Linked DNA regions of Mus musculus: all the other regions are linked to region 2. Evidence: chromatin contacts called from public Hi-C and Micro-C data. All regions are on one chromosome and are shown on one strand. Each heading gives the region's core, a stretch centred on a gene start, on an enhancer-like site or on the middle of the called end of the contact. The rest is flanking DNA. Distances are from core to core; before and after follow the strand shown.

Region 1 (2,700 bases), core at 200-2,699, 300 kb after region 2:
TTATAGAAACCTGATTTAATCGGCTTTCTCAGACACCACTTCAGCAGGAAAGGGCAGACTCTTACTAGGCTCCTAGTACCATAGAGGGTGAAGATTGTTATAGGACCGCCAAGTGATGATGCAAAGGGTAACTGCACCAAGCCTCCTCTGGTGCTACTCTGTCATTAGAGAGGATGGATGTGCTGTTGTGGGTGGGTGGAATCAAAACTATAAGCTCCCCCCACAGTCTTCTCTGGTACCAGTAAGAGCAGACACTCTGCCTGGCAGAGTGGTACTGAGCCACAGCAAGAAAGTCCAATTCTTCTCCCACCGGGGTTCCCAACCAAAAGCAAACGGGTTTCAAGGAAGTGTTTCTACCAATTACCAGGCTCAGGAGTCTCTGAGCCCTTCCCCAGCTTCCTTGCAGTCAGTCGCAAGTACAGTATGTCTGCACTTTAGCCATGAAGGACTTCCTCGGTTGGCACCTGAGCTGTCTCTTACCAGCCAAGCACAGAGGAACCCAAGGCACAAGTACACTACATCTCTCTGCCAACTGCAAAACTCAGTGCTAAAAACAAAAAATTGAAGAGAGCTGTGCAGAAATCCCGGGGCCTTCTGCAACAGCTAGCTCCACCTCTGTACCAGCGTCTACTTCCTGTCTGTGTAGGATCTGCCCTTCACATCCTATGGGGGCCCAAGTAACTCTTCCTTGGAGTCCCCTTCGTGAGTACAACACCCAGTAAAGCCTCATTTGGATGCTATTGCTTCTCTCATCGTGATTTCTGTTTTGAATTGAGCAAGAGAGTCTGGTTAACCTCATTGCCTAAACCTAGAAACACAAAGAGCTAGCGACACACCAAAATGAGCTGGTGATGTCGGCACGAGCGATGCTTTGCCCATTCCTAATGTCCCTCTTGAGTCAAGCAAAGAATATAGGCTGCTTGTACTGGCTCCCCACTTGGCATCGTCAAGCACAATCAGGGATTTCGTGCCTCATTCAGGCAGGGCAGGGGTAAAGTTGTGGCTCTGCATTTGTCTACTTGTTGTGTTGAAACTGCACTTTCTGCTTTGATGTGTTGCCAGAGAAGGGTAGCCACTCAGCCGTTGCCTGAAAACTCCTTAGCAGTTGGGCCTCATCCTTAGTGCAGGCGCAGGCTTTGTGGGGTCCTTTGGTCTCCACCAGTTGTCACTTCCAGGCTGCTGGCTACTTCAGCTCCAAGTATGGGCAGATGCCACAAAAAGAAATCTCGAAGACCTGAGGTCTCTGGGTACTCTGCATCTTCTCCTCACTTTGCAGAGATTTCCTGCACTCTTCACAGACAAAGCCCAGGGCTGTTTGTTGGAGTCAACAGGAGAAGGAAAGAGAATGTGAACTCTGTCCTCCCAGACGCTGAAGTCTAGGATCAGACTCGCTCTTGAAGCTTCATAGCTTTAGGGTTATATGACATCTACTTCCTAAGACACGTGACCTGCTTGGTTTTCTTTTCACAGTAGGCACTACAGTGGTGAGTGTCAGAAGTTAAGCTCTGCAATCATCTGCTATCTGGTAACTTCTGGAGACTTATTTCATATAGAAATCCTACTTAGCCATTAACACTTGCTCATAATACCCAGAGCATAATGATGACAGACAGGAAATGAGAGACTAGACAGGCCAGTGAGCACCATGATTACTGCACACAGTACACAGTGAGGACACATGCATGGGGACTCGTTGCCTCTGATCTTGAAAAGGATCTGGAAGGAGGGAGAAGAAGACAACGGACTTAAATGATTGCTAAAACAGACAGTACAAAGGACTGTCTCACAGAGGTCTGAGACAACAGTTGAGCTGGGCCTTGAAGAGAAGCAGAACCTCCAGAGAGGAAGCAGGCATCACACCATTGGGTCTGTGGTTTGCTATAGAGGGCGGGACTCTTGGGAGACTGGATCTGACAGGATTTGCTTCCTCAGCTATCTCTCCTGATACCATTTCTTCTTCACCATTCAGGAGCGTTACAGTGTTATCTTTTGCTCTGTCTGTCGCTCCTCTGCTGGCAGCTCAGCTCAGGGCTTCTGTTCAGGTCTGTCAAGCTCCTCTCATCTACCTCCTAGTGCAAGATACAGGTTTGGCATTCAAAGGCTCTTGTGAATGTTCAAGGAAAAGAACAGAGTATAGCAAGCTGATGTCAGCACCAGCATTAGAGGAAACACACTTTGCACTGCTATTGAAAGCTGAGAGCCTCTTCCTCCGGTGGGGTCTACCCACCGGTTCTTTATGACTCCACTTATTCCTGTTAAGGAGCTCAAATAGCAACGACTGTGTCAGAATGCCTGGTAGGAAGCAGGGCGGGAGACACACTGGGCTGATAGCTGGGGAACTGCTTAGGATGCACGGGGCCCATTTCCATCCTGACTTTTCATTGTTTACACCAAGAGAGAAAAGATACAAAGCATCTAGGGGTTTTTTGGTTTTTGTTTTTTTCAAACACGGAAACCATCTTGTAGTACAAGACCCTCCTACACAATGGATTTTCGCCAGAGCTCACCAAAGAAGACAGGAAGTCAGAGGACCTCGATTTCCTGTTTCAGTTTTTATGGCTGAGCAGACAAACAGGAGGCATAAAGGAGCGGTGAGCAGACCCCACCCTCACTTGCCTGAACTGTGGCCTGACCTGGTTTCTCTGAGGCACCTCCTCTTCCCACAAGTTTCCCTTGAGCCACCTCAGTTACTGTATCCCA
Region 2 (2,700 bases), core at 53-2,552:
CAACTGTCTAACTAACCAAGGAACTCCAGATTCAGTGAGAGACTCTGCTCCAAAAAAACTAAGGTGAGAAGTGGATGACTGAGTTAGACACTGGGTACCTACCTCTTGTATTCATATAAACACAGACCCAAAACACAAATGTCGATAGTGCGTGCAGGCACACATGAGAGGCAGAGAGACAGTCATCAAAACGCTAGGTGTTTCCAGGGCCAATTAATTGACAGAGCAAGAAAATACAGGCATATGTACTATCATGCGGTCCAAAATATAAGCACACAGCTGTAGATCTTTACACACACCTATTGCAAGGTGAACACAAATTCCTATGGGTGTCTTCAAACTTCATCCTGACCGAAACCAAGCCTTCTAGCCCTTTTCCCTTGCTTGTCTGAGACTGCCAAGGGGAAAAGATCTGGTGGTCACTTAATCATCGTTCTCCCGTTAAACATAGGTGCGGGGTGTAGTTTGATGGAATTTGTTGATCTGTTTTCTCCTGCATGTGATTCTCAATTACCCGGCGCCCATTCCTTCACTGCACTCATCTTGCAGCCGTGACATAAAGCAGAATTTGATATTCCACACATCTGATTTAACGTACATTTTCTTTAAAAGTCCCTTTCCTCTGGTCTCCCCTGCCTCCATCATCTTCCCACTACATCTGGGTAGCCTGAGGACCCAGCACACTTGGGAGATGGGGATTCCCCGCAAGCACCCCCTCTCTCGCGCCTGCTTTTTACATACAAGGAGACGGTAGACTAGAGCAGATAATCTGTTTTCACTGCCTCTCTGCTCATTCAACAATTATCCCGCCCCTTCTACATGCCAGTGACAGCGCTGTGCCTGCGAAGGCCACACCAGCTCCATATCCTGGTCGCTCGGCCCCGCGGGTGACATAAATAATAATGAAAACGCTCCAGCGCTAGGACCGCTTGCAGTGCAGGCGCGAGAGTCCTGGCAGGGGGCGCAGTGCCCGTCCTGGAAGGCCAGTGTGGCTCGGTCACACTTGTTCCTGCTCCTCCCAGGTTTGGAGCAGCCCTGGAGGAGGAGACCTGGCCCGCTCCACGTTCTCTCTCAGCCACTCCATTTCGCCCTCCGGGCTCCCAGGCGCGGCTCCGCCCCTCCAGGACCCGCCCACAAAAGGCCCCGCCCACCAGCCGAGCCCACGCTCCGGCCGCTAACGAAGCTCTCCGGAAATTCCCGAAGCCCCTCTTTTTCCTTCCTCTCCTTTCCCTGCTCTCCCTTTCCTTTCACCCGGGCTCCCTCGGCCGTGATTTCTCCCTCCCCCTCCTTCCTTCCCCGTCGGAAAGCAAGATGGAGGCTCGCTGCTGCCGCCGGCGTTCGTGATCGCGGAGCTTCGCAGCCCCGGCCCCCGCCCTCGCGTGTCCGCGCCGCTGCCCGTGCCCCGGCCGGCCACGCCGAGGCCGTGGCTCCGCGCGCCCGCTCCGCGCCAGGCTCGCGGCTCCCGGGCGGTGTCCTCGTCTATGTGGGCGCGCTCCTCGGGCCGAGCCGCCGCCGCCCGCCGCCCCGGGGCTGTGCGTCCGCGCGCCGGGCGCGGGCAGCTGGGTGCTCGGCGCCGCCAGGCCAGGCGCAGGCGGCTGGGTGCGCGGAGCTAGGGGCGCGGGGCCCGAGGCGGGCTCGTCCGCCGCCGAAGCCATGAGCGGCAGCAGCGGCGGTGCCACCGCCCCGGCCGCGTCCTCCGGCCCCGCGGCAGCGGCCAGCGCGGCGGGCTCCGGCTGCGGGGGCGGCGCCGGCGAGGGCGCCGAGGAGGCCGCCAAGGACCTAGCCGACATCGCGGCCTTCTTCCGATCCGGTGAGTACCGCGGTTGCCCCGCGCGCTCGGCCGGCCCGGCGCGCCCGGATCTCCGGCCCGGTATAGCCCTGCGCGCTCTCGTCCCTGTCGCCGCATCGGGGCTCTGCGATCCACGCCGGCGTGTCAGGTTACCCACGCCGCCCTTGTGCTGCGGCTCGTCCCGGGCGCCTTCACTCGCTTTCCCGGCGCTCGCCCCTCGTGCCAGGCTAGACACCCCTCGGCCTCCCGTTTCAGCGGCCACGGCCCCGCGGGTAGGGGCGCCGGCTCTTTGTCTCTTGCTGGAGGGCCGAGGAGGCGGCGGCGGGGACGGCGTGGGCGGAGGCCGGTGTCCCGGAGGACGAGCTCACCGGGACCGGGGACAGCAGCTCTGCCCTGTAATAGCTTTTGGGCCGCTGGTAGCTGGACCACCAACCCCATTATCAGCGAGTGTCCCGACTCGGGGCTCTAGCCTGTCATCCAGCCTTGGTGTACGGTTCTGTGAAACGGGGCAGCCATCGCACCTCAGCCCAGGAACCGAGGACGGTGGCCGAGCTGAGGCGGCGGTCGGGTCGAGCCATTGTTTCTGGGGGAGGCCCGGGAAGGACATCTGGGACCGTGGTGGCCCTTGGGAGAGGCGTGGGACCAGGGCTGGCGGGCACTGCGTGGGTGGCGTGGACCTGGAGGCAGTGAGGGGCAGTTTAGGGTCCGCTCTGGCGAGCCGGAGGTGGCCGAGGAGGAGGCTAGCCCGGAGCCCGGCGGGCGGGAGGGGCGCTGGTGTGCTGCGCAGGGGGCGTGACGGGGCGTCCCGGGGACCCCGGTAACGGCGCCTCCTCCAAGCCCGGCCCGGCCCAGATCCCGCGCGAGCCCGGCTCGCGTCCGCGCGTCCCTGCGTGCAGTCCGGTTTGCTTGCG
Region 3 (2,700 bases), core at 163-2,662, 340 kb after region 2:
AGTGAACCCAGGTTACCCTACCAATCTCACGAGCAAATGCGGGGATTCGTGAAATACACTAACAGGGAAAATGCACTCGCGGTGGACCACAAGTCCCGCTGAGCCAGCTCTCTTAGTTGCCTGGTGCTGCTGACTCAGGCTTTTGGTCTGACAGGGATTTCTGAGGCAAGACTAAAGATGTACGATCCTTTTGATCCTTTGTTCTGAGATCCAGAGAGACTTGCAATGTTTCAATGACTTGTTGACATAGCCCTAAGGCTATTGAACTCACACAAAATTCCAGGCTGTTTCCACATGTTTCTTTAGTTATGGCGCTTATTTTTCCGGAGGCTGCCAGGATATTTTGCATGCTAGTCTTTTTGTATTTGGAATCTGTCTGCACTGGAGAAAAAGGAAGTACTCATGGAGATGATTCTTCTTCTTCTTCTTCTTCTTCTTCTTCTTCTTCTTCTTCTTCTTCTTCTTCTTCTTCTCTTCTTCTTCTCCTTCTTCTTCTTTTTCTTCTTCTTCTTCTTCTCCTCCTCCTCCTCCTCCTCCTCCTCCTCCTCTTCTTCTTCTTCTTCTTCTTCTTCTTCTTCTTCTTCTTCTCCTCCTCCTCCTCCTCCTCCTCCTCCTCTTCTCTTCTTCTTCTTCTTCTTCTTCTTCTTCTTCTTCTTCTTCTTCTTCTTCTTCTTCCTCCCCCTCCCTCTCCCCTTCCCTCTTCTCCTCCCCCTCCCTCTTCCCCTCCCCCTCTCTTGTCTTCTTCTGGAAAAAAGGAGGGGTCCATCAAATTAGTTAATCAGGAGCAAAAAAAATCTTGTATCCTTTTCTTGTTAGGCCATTTACTTTTTCTGTTAGCTTTTTGTATTGTTTTTTAACAATTAAGAAATTACTTTATGGAACCACTTTTTGTCAAGAATGCTCTTGTTCGTCCCTAAACAGTTCCAAGCACGCATTAGCCGAATGTGCTGACCCATGCAGAAAGACGAGGAAGCCCTGCCCCACGTAGTGGAACAAGCCCCGGGTGCAGTTGCTTTTGGATCCCAGCCTCTAGCTCTCCGGCGCAGACATAGCAGGTTTGTCCCGTGGTGAACAGGGAATCGAGGCACCAAGCTGTCCTGAGCTGGTGAGGGGCATTCGGTCCCTCGGCCCATCAGTCTCTTCCCCAAGTTCTCTGGCTCTGGTGCAGAGCTCCCGAGAGGACTCTAGATCCGAACCAGTGGAACGCCCAGGGTGAGCGTGGAGGTGCAGCCCTAGGGGCAGAGCCGCGGCCTCCGCAGCGCTCCCATCGCTGAGCTTCTGAGCTTTCCACGCCGCCGCGCCCTTCACGCCTACCTCGCGCGGAGGCTCCGCCCTAGACTCCGCCCTAGCTTCTGAGTGGCGGCACCGGGCGTCAGTCTGCGTTCAGGGCGGGAGCACGGACGGCTGTCACAGTAGCTGAGCTCGGGACTGCGGCTGCGGAGAAGCGAGCGGGGCGCCGGGCTGTAGCGGAGGGTGCGCGCGGGTGGAGGCGCGCATCCCGCATGGAGGCGCCGAGGAGCGCGCCGCGGGAGCGGGAGCGCGCTCGGACCACCTCAGGTGGGCGCCGGGATGAGCACAGTCTCCCGGAGGGTGTAGTGGCGGCGGAGGGTGGGCGAGGGAGAGCGAAGGGTGCTTGTGGCGCGGGGACGGCTACACCTCGCGCGCGTGGCTGTGCGTGGGTTGCATCTGAGTCCCCGGCCATCGGAGAGAGGCGGGTCTATCCAGGAGTACCCGGGCGCGTGGACAAGCTGGTCGGTGTCCTCGAGGGAGCAACTTGGTTGTAAACTAAGCTACCGGGGTTTGCGCCTTGAGAGGATGTGGCCCACACCTTTTCAGCAACCAGAGTTGTAAACCGCAGAGAACACTCTTGACTTTAGGGGGAAAAAAATGCTCACCAAGGGGACAGGGTGACAGTAGATCGCTATTGCATTTCGGGCCCCTGCCCCACTGGGTAGCAGTGGTCTGTCCTCTCCAAAGACCTTAGAGATGAAATGTCTTTCTTCCGGTCCCACAGCTGTGTCCGTGGTTCAGTTTCTCTAGGTTTTGTTGGGCCACACGCTGGATCCTGTGTTTCACCATCTACCACTCAAGGAATGTGAGCCTAGTAGTGAATCTAAGCTGTGTGTGTTCTTGCTTTCAGTGTGTAAATGGGGTTGTTGGACACCGGGAATGTTCCTAATTGCTGCTCTCCGTCCTAGTAGGAGCTTCTGACACAGCACTGTGTTGTGTAGTGGAAGCAACACTGTTCAGGACACGAGGTCTGGACGTCAGTCCACCCTAGAGTGTCTGGGTAGGAGTTATTCAAGACATCAACCATTCGTGAAATGCATGCTGGACAAGTTAATTCCGAAGGCCTCTCCCAGCCTAGTCTGTGACTAAATTACCCAAGTCTCTGAAGTTTAGAGAATTAACTCATTTGTTTAACCTTTATGCACCTCAGGTTATTATAGAATTAGCCAAGTATTTCCTGTGGGCGTATCCAGTCGAACATTTTTTATTTTGTTTCTTTCTTCCTTTAGTTTGGCAGAGAAAAGAAAGTTGGAAACAGAGGCAAGGACATGACTGGGAAAGAGCTGGTTTGGGAGACTGCAGAATGCCTACTTTGGCTTAACAAAACCACCAAGAACGTTTCCTTTCTCTGCACGAAGTCCAAGGCGTGTCAGTGCGCTGAGCCCAAGGAGAGAGAGGGACCTTTCGTTT

The links. A called contact is a pair of places that touch in the nucleus more often than the background predicts.
Region 1: a Hi-C map of regulatory T cells shows a contact between it and region 2, with 4 times the contacts expected there. The contact joins the enhancer-like site here to the promoter of Trio in region 2. A contact is called at or near these places in 1 of 39 promoter capture datasets (pre-B cells), 2 of 484 Hi-C or Micro-C datasets (CD4 T cells and regulatory T cells) and 2 of 115 datasets of contacts at active chromatin or transcription factors (memory CD8 T cells and pancreatic cancer cells).
Region 3: a Micro-C map of embryonic stem cells shows a contact between it and region 2, with 2.2 times the contacts expected there. The contact joins the promoter of Otulinl here to the promoter of Trio in region 2. A contact is called at or near these places in 1 of 39 promoter capture datasets (pre-B cells), 4 of 484 Hi-C or Micro-C datasets (embryonic stem cells, neutrophils and uterus), 3 of 115 datasets of contacts at active chromatin or transcription factors (memory CD8 T cells, pancreatic cancer cells and stem cell-derived neural progenitor cells) and 3 of 9 other capture datasets (adipose tissue, liver and pancreatic islet).

What each region holds. Positions count from the first base shown.
Region 1 is chr15:27,724,365-27,727,064 of GRCm38.p6, reverse strand. No RefSeq gene overlaps it. Among named protein-coding and RNA genes, the nearest start is that of Otulinl, 44 kb to the right of the region's middle. Within about 2 kb of position 1,449, at least 119 of the 459 cell types and tissues checked have an H3K27ac peak or open chromatin away from gene starts, as enhancers often do. A contact at or near this core is called in memory CD8 T cells and regulatory T cells, where this site is marked.
Region 2 is chr15:28,024,450-28,027,149 of GRCm38.p6, reverse strand. Trio (triple functional domain (PTPRF interacting)) reads left to right here and starts at 1,302. Exons shown (of 57, transcript NM_001081302.1): 1 at 1,302-1,810. The coding sequence starts at 1,654.
Region 3 is chr15:27,680,254-27,682,953 of GRCm38.p6, reverse strand. It overlaps Otulinl (OTU deubiquitinase with linear linkage specificity like), which reads left to right and starts at 1,412. Exons shown (of 8, transcript NM_001242423.1): 1 at 1,412-1,557. The coding sequence starts at 1,503.